Linked DNA regions of Gossypium hirsutum: region 1 is linked to region 2. Evidence: chromatin contacts called from public Hi-C data. All regions are on one chromosome and are shown on one strand. The core of a region is the stretch at or near the end of the contact, and the rest is flanking DNA. Distances in the headings are between cores, read along the strand shown. Region 1 holds the start of LOC107948544 (fructose-bisphosphate aldolase 6, cytosolic). Region 2 has its middle 42 kb from the start of LOC121228662.

Evidence for each region. Hi-C and Micro-C count contacts between places; a contact is called where the count stands out from the background.
Region 1: a Hi-C map of leaf shows a contact between it and region 2, with 2.1 times the contacts expected there. The contact joins the promoter of LOC107948544 here to the enhancer-like site in region 2. A contact is called at or near these places in 11 of 34 Hi-C or Micro-C datasets (callus, fibers, hypocotyl and 2 more).

The regions. Positions count from the first base shown.
Region 1 is chrA04:57,108,921-57,111,620 of Gossypium_hirsutum_v2.1, forward strand. It overlaps LOC107948544 (fructose-bisphosphate aldolase 6, cytosolic), which reads left to right and starts at 1,348. Exons shown (of 3, transcript XM_016883133.2): 1 at 1,348-1,709; 2 at 2,267-2,494; 3 at 2,604-2,700. The coding sequence starts at 1,682.
Region 2 is chrA04:57,014,491-57,017,190 of Gossypium_hirsutum_v2.1, forward strand. No RefSeq gene overlaps it. Among protein-coding and RNA genes, the nearest start is that of LOC121228662, 42 kb to the left of the region's middle. Within about 2 kb of position 1,266, at least 4 of the 9 cell types and tissues checked have an H3K27ac peak or open chromatin away from gene starts, as enhancers often do. A contact at or near this core is called in leaf, where this site is marked.

The sequences.
Region 1 (2,700 bases), core at 98-2,597, 95 kb after region 2:
AATTAATTGTCTTTCAAATTTCAAAAGTTTAGGAATCCTCGTTATTATTTTGATTCGAATGAATGATTCAAATTGCCAATGAAAGTTTAAATAAAAAATTAATCCATTTTTACCATGAAAAATTGAAATCAATCTTATATAAGCTCAAAATGATAAGTGTTAAAAACATTTGAGGGAACGAGGAAGAAAAACTGGCATTGATTGAGAAAGATGAGAATAAAAAATGTGGACTTGAGGGGAAGGAAAGTGTGAAAATATAATAAATTTTCAATATATTTTTATATTTTTTTGAGTATCTCATATATTTTTATAAATTTTAATAATTTTTAATTTTTATATATTTTTAAATTCAAATTCAAATTTATGTTTTTTTAAATTTTAAAATCATTGCCAAATTGGTATAATGTGTATATATTAAAAGTTAATTTTATCTTTTTAAATCAGAATAAAATTAATAAAATGAGCAAACATGGATGGCTAATTTTGTTATTATACTAGGCCAGGTCAACATTCTGTTTAGTGATTAAATCAATTTTAACAGTAGAATGATTAAAATTGACAACTTATCTAACATGAGTGACTAAAATAACAAAATTTTGAACGGTGTGATTAAAATAGAGACACAGGTAAACTCGGGTGACTAAATATGTAGTTTACCTTAAAAAACTTACTTTATAGTAATTTAACTAAAAAATAATGTTATAATAAACTTAAATTTGACAAAATAGTTTTAACAGTATTAACAATTAGATTTAAATTTTAAAATTTAAAAAATATAGAGATTAAATTTTTAAACAAAATTAAATATTAAAATTTAAATTTATGAAAAATACATCAACTTATAAAATATTTGAACCTAAAAGAAATTAAAGAATACTCCTTAAAAAGATTAATTAAAATTGGAATAAATACAAATATGAGATTAAAAAGATTACTTTGATATCTTTGAGTTTTGACGCTTCAAAGTATAAAAAATGTGTTGTTGAAAACAGTTGGGTTTGACTCATCACGCTTTCCTGCCCACTTATTTCACCGGCCCACCTATTTCAACCGCTGTTGTTTTGAGAAACTTTTAGAAACGCCTATTTTCTATTCCTATGTTTCTTCTCAATTTTGTCCTTGTTGGTTTTAAATAAAATTAATGCGTGGAATATGTTTTATTTTTAATAACATTTTCAATTGAATTTGTGTTTGTATAGTAGAATTTGTATTTCTTTGGACTTCAGTGACTAGTAAATTATATAAATTAGGTTATTTTATTGAGTAAAAGGTGGGTATTTCTTTTTGCAAAATTCAGCAAATAAATATATTTGTATTTAAGAGATAGTATTTATCAAAAATCACTTCGGTTTTGATTTTAATAAAAAATGTTAGGTGGACCAACCTAAAAGGAATAGATGGGAGTGGGAGGGGTAAAAGCGGAAAAGAGGAGAAAAAAATAAAAAACCAGATACGAAAAAGTGAGCAAAGATCCCACGGGCAGTCCATGGGTTACTTGGAAAACACGACAAAAAAAGAAACTAACCGATAATCTCGAAGCCACCAGCTCTCTCTGTATCTCTTTTAAAACCCCTAACCCCTGCCCCCTTTTCCCCTCACTTCCGTCTCTCTCTTCTTTCCTCCTAGCCAAAAAAAAAAAAAAAGCCTCTTTCCTGTCTCTCGTTCTTTTTCCTGTTCAATCATGTCTTGCTTCATTAGCAAATATGCTGGTAAGTACTCTTCCCTTGCTATTTCCCTTGCTCTTTATTTTATGTTTATAAACTTAATCTCTCGGATCCATCTTAGTGTTTTTTTTGACTGATCTGTTAGTTGTTTTGATAGTTTGACGAGAAAAAAATGTTAGTTGATTTGCTTGTTTTAATCATACGAACTGTATTTTGATATATGGATTTCTTCGGATCTTCTAAGGCTGGTTATATTGTCTTGTGATCTGTCAGTGGGTATTAACAACATGGTTAAATTTTGGGGTAATATCTGAAGATCTAGATCTGCATGTTTGTACTCGCTTATTATTTCTCCAGTCATTTTTTTTAAGCACCATGATATGGTTCGGTTCTAGATTTAAGGAAAAAAAAGATTGATGAAGTTGATAATGTTAATTTTATCTCCTTGGTGTGTTTTCATTTTAGATCTGAGATTACTGAATCTTAGCCATGCACCCTTTTAAGTTTTTTTTTTTGTTTTTAAATATTTGGATCTCTGTTTATTGAACTTTTAATGGGGAATTGGTGGCTTATTATTATTTTCTGAATCATGAATCTTGTAGATGAGTTGGCTAAAAACGCTGCTTACATTGGAACCCCTGGAAAGGGTATCCTTGCTGCTGATGAATCCACTGGCACCATCGGCAAGCGTCTTTCAAGTATTAATGTAGAGAATGTTGAAGACAACAGGCGTGCTCTCCGTGAGCTCCTATTCACAACTCCTGGAGCTCTTCAGCACCTCAGTGGTGTTATTCTCTTTGAGGAAACCCTTTATCAAAAAACCGCTTCGGGTATTACTAAAATGACATACTTTGATAATACTAAGAACCGCGGTAGTTTTATTCCTTTTTAAGAGTTATGGATGGTTGTTGATTTCTGATATTGATGTTTGATGTGCAGGCAAGCCCTTCGTTGATGTTTTGAAGGAAGGTGGTGTCCTCCCTGGCATCAAGGTTGACAAGGGTACGGTTGAGCTTAATGGAACCCATGGCGAAAC
Region 2 (2,700 bases), core at 16-2,515:
TGGGTGGCATTGGTTTTCGGAACATGCATCTGTTTAATATTGCTCTTCTTGGTAGACAAGTGTGGAGGCTCTTGAAGTTCAAAGACACCTCATGTTTTAAGGTACTGAGTGCAAAATATTTTCCCGAGGGTGATGTGCTTAGGCCGAAATACTGTGATAAACCATCGTTCACTTGGTCTAGTATTGTTAAAGCGAGCGAAGCTCTCAAGGATGGTTTTCTGTGGCAAATTGGGGATGGAAATACTATAGACATTCGAAGGGATCAATGGGGTATAGAGGGTCTTAATGGAGATTCTGTGTGTCGGTCACCGTTAACAGCTGAAGAAAGAAAAGTCAAAGATTTATGGGACCACAATCAGGGGCGGTGGAAAAAGGACAGGGTTATTGAGCTATATGGCAAAACCATGGAGGATTATATTTATAATTTACCCATTCTCCATAATGGGATAAATGATAGCTTAACGTGGACTCAAAAACCGCATGGTTGTTATAGCTCAAAATCAGCTTACTCGTGGTTATCCCTCAGGAGAATTGGTTTCGGCCCCCATAGAATGGTTTGGAGAGTAATATGGAAGTTAAAAATGATCCCCAAGATCAAGGTCTTCAGCTGGAGAATTTGCCATAATATTCTTCCTACATACGACAATATTGCTCGCATCCGGCCTGACTTCTCGACAGCTTGTCCCAGATGCAACAGTGGTGAGGAAACGCTTATCCATGCTATGCAAAAGTACCCTAAGGTCCGAGAGATCCTAATGATCGGAGGGTTAAACAATAGGCTGATTGAAGGGAGATATGAGCGGTGCGTGGACTGGGTGGAAGATGTCCTTCGTGAGCTTGATAAAAAAGCTGCTGCCGATTTTTTTACCCTCCTCTGGAATTGCTGGAATGCTAGGAACAAGTTGGTTTTTCAGGGGAAGGATGATACTACTAAGGTGGTGTGGGAAAGAGCACAGACCCTGAGCAAAGAGTTTAGAATCTTTAATCTGGCAGACCCGCCTGCTCTCCCCCCAACTCCGGTGCGTAAAAGCTGGACGAAACCTCCAAAGGGTGTTATTAAAATAAATGTCGACGCTACGGTTTTGAATGGAAAAGTTGGATACGGGGCAATAGCCAGAGACCACGATGGCTTCGTTATTGGGGGTTGTTATGGGTATGCGAATAAAAACCTGGACGTGACATGGGCGGAATCTGAAGCTTTTGTGGAAGGTTTAAACTTGGCTTTAAAGTTAGAAGTGGACCAGCTCATTTTGGAATCTGACTGTGCCAGTTTGGTCAACGCGGTGAATAAGAGAGATAATGACGTTACCATTTTGGGCTGCTATCTTAATAAGGCCTGCATGAATTTTAAAAATTTTACCTCGGTCCATATTAATTGGATCGACTGTTGTAGGAATAGGGTTGCTGATTTACTTTGTAATTTAGCTATTAAGGAAAAGTGTAATTTGTTTTTCAACGTGGATTATCCCAAGGAAATCCATAATATTGTCATTGATGATGTAATGAATTGAGGTTGACCTTCGGGTCTTTTTTATAAAAAAAAAATTAATTTACTCATTTTTAAATATAAGAAGTAACTATTGATTGAGTCTTAGCTCAATTGGTATGAGCATTGTTTCCAATGCAAGAGGATGTGGGTTCAAGTGCGCTGAATTGCATTATCCTCCTATTTATGGGTTGGGGAGGGACTATGAATAGTTCTAGGCATTATATCAAAAAAAGCATATATAATTAGAACCTATAATGAGATTAATTTATATATAGGCTAGGCTATTTTTGGAGAGAGTGTAGAAAAGATTTACCTTTAAGTTGTATTTTTTTTTTACTTTTTTAATATAATTAGTTTGTTTGGTAGGTTGTTAAATGTTAGTAGGTTTTGTATTTAAGTTCCAAGTTTGATTTTTCTTCCCCTCACAATTATATATTTTTTATTTCATTTTGTTTTAAGCTTTTTATATTTTTAATTAATGTTTTTAATATATCAGTTTATTTGGTTAAATGTTTAAATAATAATGATAGACTCATGTTCAATTCCCTTTTTTTGAACACATTTGTAATTTTTATATTAGTTTGTTTCAAGCTCTCTTTTTTAAATTAATAAATATCTTATTTTTAATTTTTTATTTTTAATTCATCTTTTTAATTAATAACTCTTTTATTGACAAAATGAAATAATAAATATGTAATTATATCATAAAAATATATATTTTACATATATCATTATGTTAAAAATATTTGAAATTAATAACTATTTTATATATATATTATAAACATCAACTAATTTTTTTGATATATTTTTCTTTATGTATAATATTTATATGTCAAATATTTAGTTTCTTCACATATATTGTGCATATAGTGATTTCTAATATTATAAAATGAAATAATTATTTCAAATATAATAATTATTTTTATATGTAAAACATTTCAAATATCGTTGTTTTTTCATCTACATTGTGTGTATAATATTTCAAAAAAAAATTATGTGAAATATTTCAATTAATTATTTCAAATATCATTATGTTTATATGTGAAATATTTTAAATACACATACAAAAATATATAATGCTAAAATTTACTACACTCATGATATGAATTGAAAATTAATATATTACACATATAAAAATTATATTTACTAAAAATAATCATTTTTAATAATTATTTGATTTTATGAATACAAAAGTTCTTAACTAAAAAGAT